Linked DNA regions of Rattus norvegicus: region 1 is linked to region 2. Evidence: chromatin contacts called from public Hi-C data. All regions are on one chromosome and are shown on one strand. Each heading gives the region's core, a stretch centred on a gene start, on an enhancer-like site or on the middle of the called end of the contact. The rest is flanking DNA. Distances are from core to core; before and after follow the strand shown. Region 1 overlaps Stxbp5l (syntaxin binding protein 5L). Region 2 holds the start of Stxbp5l (syntaxin binding protein 5L).

Region 1 (4,874 bases), core at 1,958-4,457, 96 kb after region 2:
GCATCAGCTCCTGCTTCCTGACCTGCTTGAGTTCCAGTCCTGACTTCCTTTGGTGATGAACAGCAGTGTGGAAGTGTAAGCTGAATAAACCCTTTTCTCCCCAACTTGCTTCTTGGTCAGGATGTTGTGTGCAGGAATAGAAACCCTGACTAAGATACCTGGTGTCTGGGACTTTCTAGAAGTTTCCCTTCCCCCTTCTAAGTGGTATTGAAGCATCCTCACTCGGACCTTGCTTCTTGTTAAACTTCTTACGGTTTATGAATATCCTGTATTTTTGGAGACTATCCATTTATCAGTGAGCACATACCATGCATGTCTGGGTTACCTCACTCAGGATATTATTTTCTAGTTCCAACCATTTGCCTGCAAAATTCATGATGTCCTCGTTTTAAATAGCTGAATAGTATTCCATTTTGTAAATGGACCACATTTTCTGTATCCATTCTTCAGTTGAAGGACATCCGGGTTGCTTCCAGTTTCTGCCTATTACAAATAAGGCTATTATGAGCATAGTGGAGCTCGTTTTCCTGTGGTATGGTGGAGCACCTTTTGGGTATGTGCCCAGGAGCACTACAGCTGGGTCTTTAGGCAGAACTATTTCCAATTTTCTGTGGAACTGCTAGATTGATTTCCAGAATGGTTGTAACAATTTGCAATCCCACAGCAACAGGAGTGTTCCCCTTTCTCCACATCCTCAGCAACATGTGCTGTAGATTGAGTTTTTGATCTTAGCCATTCTGATTGGTGTAGGTGGATTCTCAGGGCATTTTAATTTGCATTTCCCTGATTACTAAAGATGTTGAACAATTCTTCAATCACATCTCGGCCATTTGAGATATCTGTGTTGAGAATGCTTTGTTTAGCCCTATAACCCATTTTTTTCAGTGTATCTGGTTTTGTATTGAGGTTTTTGATCTACTTGGACTTGAACTTTATGTAAGATGATAAGTATGTATCAATTTGCATTCTTCTACATACAGGCTTCCAGTTAGACCAGCACCATTTGTTGAAGATGCTTTCTTTTTTCAACTATATGGTTTTGGCTTCTTTTGTCAAAGATCAAGTGTCCATATGTGTGTGGGTTTATTTCTGAGTCTTGCAGTTTTTATCATTATTGCTCTGTAGTACAGCTTGAGGTCAGGGATGGTCATCCCTGCAGAAGTTTTTATTGCTGAGAGTTTTGGGTATGTTGGAGTGGTATAGCTGTGTCTTCAGAAGAAGAAATTGTTGATTTCTTTCTTCAGGGACTTGAGGTTCTTTTCATATTGATCTTTCACTTGCTTTGCTAGAGTTACACTAATATTTTATAGTATTTGTGGCTATTGTTAAGGGTGTTGTTTTCCTAATTTCTTTCTTAGCCCATTTATAATTTGTATAAAGGAAGGCTACTGATCTATTTGAGTTAATTTTATATACAGACACTTTGCTGAAGTTATTTATCAACTGTAGGAGTTCTTTGAACTGCAGGAATTTGGGGGGTCGCTTATGTATATTATCATATCATCCACAAATAGTGATACCTTGACTTCTTCCTTTCTAATTTGTTTCCCCTTGACCTCCTTTTGTTTTCTAAATGTTCTAGCTAGAACTTCAATTACTGTATTGACTAGATATGGACAGAGTTGGCAGCCTATGGCAATGTTTCTTAAACAGAAGTCTGTAGGCAAGGTCTGGGGTTGTGATTTTTCTACAGTAGCTTTCTACAAAAGCATTTGGCTTGAAATGCTTTTGTTTTTATATTAAATTAATACTAACATTCTAAAGGATTTAGACAGATTGTTCTACCTAAAAATGCTGGCTATACAGGTTCAGTTCACAGAGTTGGACTTGTATTTTAGTTATGTTTATTTTGTTATAGATCAATAAAATACCAGAAGTGTACTATTTGTGCAATAGCCATTTTGTAACACACAATTACCTCAGGGAGCAAAGTAGTAAATATAGATTTGGGCTCATGGTTTCAGATGTTTCCTCCCAGGACCATCTGACTGTTTGCAATGAGGTGAGGCAGTACATTGTGGCACAACAATGTAGAAAGGCAAAATAATTCATCTTAGAAGCTGTGAAACAGAGAGTACATGCCTGAGAAAACAGACTTTTTCTTCTCCCCTTTTATTTTGTCCAGACCCCTCCATGTATAGGACAGCTTAACATTCAGGGCAGGTGCTTCATCTGTGGTTAATAACATCAGGGGCAGAGAACACAGCTCAGTAGTAGGGTACTTACTTAAAGTGTGTTCATTGCTCAGCACTATTAAAAAATCTAACAATCAGAAAAATCATAAAAGTTTCTATCATGCAAATAGTTGTAAAAATAAGACATGGTATACTATGAAGCAGAGTTTGAAGCAGTTAAGGGAGATAAAAGTGCTGAAAAATACAAAGAATAAATACACCAATCTTAAAAGGACATAGCATTAAAACCATATCCATATTGTCAATATCACATAAATTACGGAAATTCTACATTGAATCCTAAGGGAGGATCAGAAATGTACATTGTAATGTACATTGACAGTATGTACATTATTTAAATTTTAAAATTACTTCTTTACATATTGACCTTTAGTAGTCTTATTCAAATGGAACTTTCATTTCTTTAATTTTTATAAACATTTAACACAGCTTCATTTTAGTTTCCTTTCTTGTCAACTTGTTTATGTCTCTCGTCACATATGTATCAGATGATAAGGATGCTATGTGTGTTATAACACAAGATTTATAAAGACTCATTCAGTGAAGGTGTAATAGATGAGTGTATGGAAAGCTAGAGATGTCTTAAATGTTTTTGTGATATTCAAAATGAATAGGAAACCAACATCTAACACCTTAACATTACTTATGTATCAGATTGTGGTAGTCTTTCAAGTTGCAAATGAGGACTTAATGAAATAAAAATTAAGCTTTATGAAGTTACCAATTAATTATTATGATTATCAGGTACACAGAACAAGTATAATAATACCCTTGGCTCATGTCAGTAAGTCACACTGATCTATTCAGAGAAAGTTTGGGAATCTTAAATGGTTATTCTAGTCCTGTGGGACTCTCATTAGTTTCTCTTTACTAACCATCATTAAAGAGTTAGTTCACAAGCTAGTTCTGGTTCTGTTAGGTTTTTCTTCCTGTTTTCTTTCTGCTCTAAGGTTTGTTTACATTAGCATGCCATCTCCTGCCTCAGGTTTCATCACTAAACCTGGCAGTTCTCAGATTTTACTTATTAACTGAGGTTGAGATCACTACGTCATATTGAAGTTTCCTCATGTCCTGTTGGAAGCCCTTAGATTGTTTTCTCTGTCTCCCTGTGATTCAGGTATGGTGATTGTATACCTTCTCTAAAATGAGTTCCTATTTATATTGAAGATTAAATAGAAAATTGATTGTTCATTGCCTAGAAACATGACCATCAAGTTATTTCCTGTGTAATATTAGTAACTATTCCTTGGAGACAGCTATTCTAGACTTCAATTCTTAATTAAAGATTCCCAGTATCATGCAAGTTACTCATTAATTAGAAAAACCAATTTACTTTGCTGTTTCTTATGTCATAGCAAATTTATAGTGTTTTGAATGTGATATGCCTCATGCTTTCCACAGGGCAGATAACATTTGGTTCAGAGAGGTAGGATATTGAAACATTCAGTATGGCAGGCTGAGACTATGTACAGGAGCCCCTGGCTGTTCACTGTTGACTCTTATGCACCATCGTGCTTGTAAGCGTCACTCTTACGTGTGATATACGATGGAATTGTGTGAACTTACCATTCAGTTTTTTAAAAAGGGTATCTATTTGTCTGTCAAAATTTTGTTCAGCTTTTATGATAGTGTACTAGATAATCTTCCAAGGCAACTCTAGGAAATATTTGGTGCAGAACATGCAAGTGATTATCTATGAACTTATTGCCTTTTTAAGAGCATCTAGAAAGGGCTTCCGAGATGGTTCAGTAGTTAAGAGCACTGGCTGCTCTTCCAGAGGTCCAGAATTCAATTCCCAACAACCACGTGGTAGCTCCTGATTATCTAGAAAGGGATCTGATGCCCTCTTCTGGCCTGCAGATGTATATACAGACAGAGCATTCATACATTTTAAAAAAGTCTCAAGAGCACAATGAATTCAAATTAGAGAGACTAATGTTAATAGGTGAGCCGTTTAATTTCATATGTCATATATAGTAGTCCTGATGACTCTAGATATTGAACATGTCTCAGAGCTAGTCAGAAAGCTCATAATGAAGATGAGAATAGAACAGTGAAACTCAAGGAGGTCTTGATACCATGGCACATGTCTACATTGAGCACTCCTACATTAAGACGGGAAGTAGAGAAAAGGCAGAAGGATAGCTAGACTGAAGTATGCAGCACTATGGCAAGTAAGAGAAACTCTGCCTCACACAAGGTAGGAAGTGTAGACCAATACTTGATATTGTCCTCTGACCTCCACATTAAGAGAGAGAGAGAAAGAGAGAGAGAGAGAGAGAGAGAGAGAGAGAGAGAGAGAGAGAGAGAGAGAGAATAGAGCGATTCTCCGACCTTAGCAGTTTTCCCCCTAATACATAAATGCCAAGCATTTGAACAAAGTACAGATGACTACTATTTTTCCAATAACTTTGAAATTTATGAACATTATGTACCTAATTTATCCTTGAAATGACTTTTATTTAAATAACTAAGCAGAGGAGCTTGGATACTAAATTTTGTAACAGGAATGGATTGTACCACAATTTTCTTACGCTTTTTAGCTGTTGGGCTTTGGCAGTTATAGAGCAAACAGTTTAGTCTCATGTATGCATCAATAAAGATAAACATCTATAGAACAGAGGTTCGTAAGTTCTATTGTATATGCTATATAAAGCACTTAGAATCATCTCCACTGTG
Region 2 (5,349 bases), core at 2,647-5,146:
TTTTAATTTTATGCGCGTGTCTATTTATGAGAATAAAAGCACAGTCCTGAACAATTTAGACAAACACAGAGTCACCTTACCAGCTGTTTTTTTTTTTTTTGGTTCTTTTTTTTTTTTTTCGGAGCTGGGGACCGAACCCAGGGCCTTGCGCTTCCTAGGCAAGCGCTCTACCACTGAGCTAAATCCCCAACCCCGCTTACCAGCTGTTTTAACTTTCTAGTATTTATTGGAAACGTGTATATATTTTGACACAACATTTCTTCTACTTTTCGTACCTATTTGTCATCCCATCTGTACTGCTGTGTGCTTTATAGCTCTTTTCTTTCTTTCTTTCTTTCTTTTTTTTTTTAACTCAGCAGGTTGTTGAATTCCCTTCATGATCTCTGGAAAAAACTTAATTAATTTGTTTCATATGCTTTTCCTTTCTAGGTCTGTTTTATTTATTTCATGGAATATATTTGTGATGGTATGATGCTTGTGATGAGTGACTTTAATTTTGTTTGTAAACATTCTGTGTCTCTTTGCTGAACTGGAATATCGCCTTTCTTGTCTTTCACCAAAAGATCAGTCCTCCATATGCTGTGGACTTGTTTTCATACTTGACCCTTAAGTAGGTAGGTCGACTTTTGCTGAAGCAAAGAAAGCATTCTAAATCCATCATTCTATTCGATAATGACTAACTCACCAAACTGTTTCCTTTCAAAGAAAAGCTAGACATTAAAAAGAGGAAGCTCTCATTGACACCTGTGTTTGGAAATAAACAATGGACCAAAAAGAAGACAAAAAGACGAGAGGAGACAGCTAAAGACAGATATATGTTGTTAGGTATTTAATATAGAATTTAGAAGCGTTTCAAGATCCAGTTTATAACAGACATGGAATTTGTTTCATTCTTATTTTTTCACCCCTCCCAAGCACGATAAGTTGGATATCATCTCATAAGTCTTTATCCTGTAGCCATTAACTAACCCATTGTGTAAAACCCTCTGAATACCCTTAAAAGAGAAATATTGTGCCAGGCAATAAATTAACTAGGCATACAAAATTCTACTCCTTAATGGTGATTAAGAAAATCATATCTGGTTTTGACAGTGAAAGTCAAAGAACCAATACAAGTGCTAAGGAATAAAACATTCAAAGTGCGAGTGTGACTACCGAGCCGAGTTTCTGAAAATCTGAGCGCTATTGGATCACCATGGTGCCTATGCTGTTTGCCTGAGTAATTCATACAGCATTCAAACCTTCCCTTTCCTTCCTCTCCTCTCCTCTGAGAGAGAAAGGGGTGGGTCTGGAAGTGTCCCATACCTAAGATGTAAGACGATAAGTATCGGGATGATTACTAATGATCCCTGTTGTTCTGATTCAAGTGTGCAGTTAATTATGGATCCTAGCCGTTTAACAGCAGCCAGTCAGGGCTCAGAACTACATCTTCCCACAGGGGTGCCATGTTTCTTTTTCCTGTATGGAACAGAGTATTTTCCAAAACGATCCAAATGAGAAAAAGCTTAAAATGCATCTTGTCATGATTTGTGAGAAGTGTTTCCTCAAAATTTCAATTTGTCTATGTAAAGAAGGGGGATGCTGGTCTATTTCATAGGCTGTGTAAAGTGGGCAAATCATTTCTTTAAGATTTGGAAACCAGGGGTTTGCAAACCCATAGGAAGAACAACAATATCAACCAACCAGACCCCATCAGAGCTCCCAGGGACTAAACCACCAACCAATGAGTATCATGGAGGGACCCATAACTCCGCCACATATGAACCGAGAATGGCATTATCCAGCATCAATAGGAGGAAAGCCAAGCCCTTGATCCTGTGAAGGCTCTTTCCCCCAATGTAGGGGAATGCCAGGGCATTGAGGTGGGAGTTGGTTGGTGAGAGTGGGAGCATCCTCATATGGGAGAGGGGGGGGGGGAAGGGGATAGCATTTGAAATGTATATACATAAAATATTCAAGAAAAATAAAATAAAAAAGAAAGATTTGGAAGCAAGCATTCCAACGAAAACCAATTCATTTTGGTATAGATGACCTAGTGGAGAGGGCTAACAGTTTGTAGGGATTATTTACAAATCTACGTTCAATGCAGATAGCAGGGCAGCGAGATAGCAGGGCAGCGAGATAGCAGAGAGGAGAGCCCATTAGATGCACCTGGCCCTGGCGAGCAGAAATAAATTCAGGGAGAGCAGGGGAAGGCTGCAAAAAGAGCCCGGTCCACAATAAGGTCCTGAGCAAGACCCAAGGTAACCCTTCTCCAGCCTCGGACTCCCAGAGCGCAAGTTCTCAAGCTTGCAAGCATTCTATTGATTCACACTTGCGTCCTTCAACAGGTAGCACCAATTACAGCCCCCAAAGCACGGCGCCACCGCATACTGGCTAGTATGCCTGTCAATCAAATATATCACCTACTTTTCCAAATGATCCCCTCCTCCTGTCACTGGCTTTTCCTCTGACCTATCCCCAAACTTCTTTCCTGCCTGGAATCCTTAGGACTCAGGTCAGTGGAGCTTGTGATTGGCGAGAGGATGTCCCGCCCCCTGGCGCCCAGAGTGCCCCGCCCCAGGCGCGAGAGTCTGGGAGGGAGGAGAGTGCGGGCTGTCTGGGGCGGGGCCTACCTCCCACGGCGGAGGCGGAGCCTAAGACAGACCCGCCCTCCCGGTTAGGACCTCGGAGAGCGCCAGGCACCAGCACCAGAGGGACCCGAGAAGCGGCCGGATCCGGGCTGGACCTTCGCCCGCCAGCGAGCCTGCAGCCTCCGCGCCCTCCGCCTCACCGGCCGGCCGGCGGCTAGTGGCGTCTGAGGAAGGTGCTAAGTCTGGGGTCTCCAGGGACACCCGTGCCGTCCCATCGCGTCTTGCCCTCACACCTGTGCGCACGCTTGTGTGTGTGTGTGTGTGTGTGTGTGTGTGTGTGTGTGTGTGTGTGTGTGCCTGTGGAAGAGGGAGAGCGCGCCCGCGCAGCTGTCTGAGGTGCGTGTGGCTTGCCCGGCTAGCCCGCGGTGGTAGCCCCGGCGCCCTGCTCGCCCCGGAGGGAGCGAGAGAGCCAGCTCTGCGCGCCCCGCAGGCTGAGGCGGGACTCGGGCCGCAGGCGTCACCGCCGCCTCACATCCCCCGAAGAGCCTCTGCTGTGCAGAGGGGGAGCCGGGCGGGGAGGGGACACGGGAGACCAGAGGCGGGAGAGGGGACGAAGAGAGGAGCCGGGGACAGGTGGAGGCAGGCGGTCCCTGCTCGCCCCTCCCGTCGGCTGTGGCCGTGAGTCACCACAGATGTTTTGGGGTCTAGGTTTTTTGGGAATACGGGATGGAAAAAGCCATATTTTTTTTCCTATCCCCTAGTCTCTATCGAGAAAGAGGGAGCTTTGAAGATGATAGGAGTGTGTGTGTGGGGAGCCCCAAACATGGTGGCAGAGTAAATACTGGTTCCCCCACAACATTGCTTTTTCTGATGATAAAAATTTATGAGATGACCCTTAAGAAGGAAAGCCCTCCCCCTTGAGAGGAGTCCATAGGGTCTTGGTCTGTTGGACTCTGGTTTGATTGTATAATAATGATGATATAATGCTAATGACGATGATGACACTGCCTTTTATTTTTACCCCAGTGCTGATAAAGCATGGCTACAGCTGGGATAAAGCCCTTGAAATCTGGATGTGTGAGGAAGGAATACTGTTGCTTTTGGAGTTGTGTCCCCTTTATTTTATAAAGATATCTCTTTTAAAGTTAAAATCTGAGGACATGAAGCTTGAGCCCCTCTCTCCCCTCGATTACATCCCATGCTCATAAAATGGGAGACTAGCTACTCCTGCCTTGACTAGAGAAAAGATGAAGGCTTTTGCCCCGGTAAAATTCCATGTTTGTCACCACGTCTCTTTTCCTTTTAATTTTTTGACAGTGTTTAAAATGAAGAAGTTTAATTTCCGAAAAGTTTTGGATGGCTTAACTGCCTCTTCCCCCGGCAGTGGTAGCAGCAGCGGCAGTAATAGTGGTGGGGCTGGAAGTGGCTCCGTCCATCCTGGAGGGACTGCAGGGGTTCTGAGAGAGGGGATCCAGGAAAGCCTCATCTCCGAGTGTTTCCAGATTTGCAAGGTAAGTTTTGAATTGGCTTTAGGGCCTGCTCTGTTTCTACTTTACTGTTATGAGGAAACACACACACACACACACACACACACACACACACACACACACACACACACACACGTGCATATATTCAGGGCTGGAAATTGATGAGACGCCAGTATCCAAGAGCCTAGTACTAGGTCAATTTGTGAATAAAAAACACTTTAGACATCAACTTTGGCATCAGTTTTTAAGCAACAATGGTAGTTTAAAGGAAGGAAAACACACACACACACACACACACACACACACACACACACACACACACACACACACAAAGTAGTATTTCCAAGACGTCAAAACCCAATAAGTAGACAAAATATATCTGTGTATAAGTAGTAATGACAATCATTTAGCCTTCTGGGTTTTCACCCTGAGAAACTGTTATTCTTTTTCTCTGTCCTGTGTAAAATGAATAAAGCCTCTCAACATGTTGCTAGGATTAAATAGATAATAGATTAATGTGTCCAATGACAGTATTCTCAATTCTAGATATTAAAAAAAGGGATCCTAGACCCTTGATAAGCAAATCCTGTGGGCTCAATGCTTGTGAGAACTCAGGATACTCAAAAAACAAAACAAAAACAAAACAAAAACAAAAACAAAACAAAAAACAAAACCTCAAACAAACAAAATAACTAGTGTTCTGATTCAGAGGGAAAATATTTTAGGCTATTGTACTTTGATTTTGAGTTTCTAATAAACAAGCCGAGAAAGAAAATGAGAAATAATAAAAAATGTAACATTCCTACATAAAGATATTATAGTATTGCTTTATGAGATGGTATATTTTCTTTATTGCTCTTTTTGAGTGTTGCCTTTCAGTGTAATTTTAACATGACTTACATGAGAAAAAAAACCCCTTTAAGTCATTTTCGAATGATACAAGTGAATATAGTTTTATAAATGTGACTGAATACATCCTAAGGATACATCAAGAGAAAGATCAGGTTAAGTTACAGTAATCTCAGCTCTTCCTAGAAAGTTTATTATAAAAACATCACATCTATAGCTATTGGTTTACTTAAGGCCCAAGTTTATTTAGAATTAATAAATAGGCTTAATCAATTGTGTGAAATTTGAATATGCTATGAAGTGATAGATATTATATCAGTTATGGAAGAACTTAATAGCGGTCCTGACACACATATGTGAAAGAGCCCTGGAAACCAAATTTGAATTGCTGTACAGGAAAGTCATATCTTGATCCTCCCCCTTTTTTTTCCTATTTCCTT

The links. A called contact is a pair of places that touch in the nucleus more often than the background predicts.
Region 1: a contact with region 2 is called in a Hi-C map of liver, with 5 times the contacts expected there. The contact joins the enhancer-like site here to the promoter of Stxbp5l in region 2.

What each region holds. Positions count from the first base shown.
Region 1 is chr11:76,933,009-76,937,882 of GRCr8, forward strand. The region is part of intron 4 of Stxbp5l (syntaxin binding protein 5L); the gene reads left to right. Among named protein-coding and RNA genes, the nearest start is that of Stxbp5l, 95 kb to the left of the region's middle. Within about 2 kb of position 3,208, at least 1 of the 93 cell types and tissues checked has an H3K27ac peak or open chromatin away from gene starts, as enhancers often do. A contact at or near this core is called in liver, where this site is marked.
Region 2 is chr11:76,836,206-76,841,554 of GRCr8, forward strand. Stxbp5l (syntaxin binding protein 5L) reads left to right here and starts at 3,897. Exons shown (of 27, transcript NM_001271250.1): 1 at 3,897-4,084. The coding sequence starts at 3,899.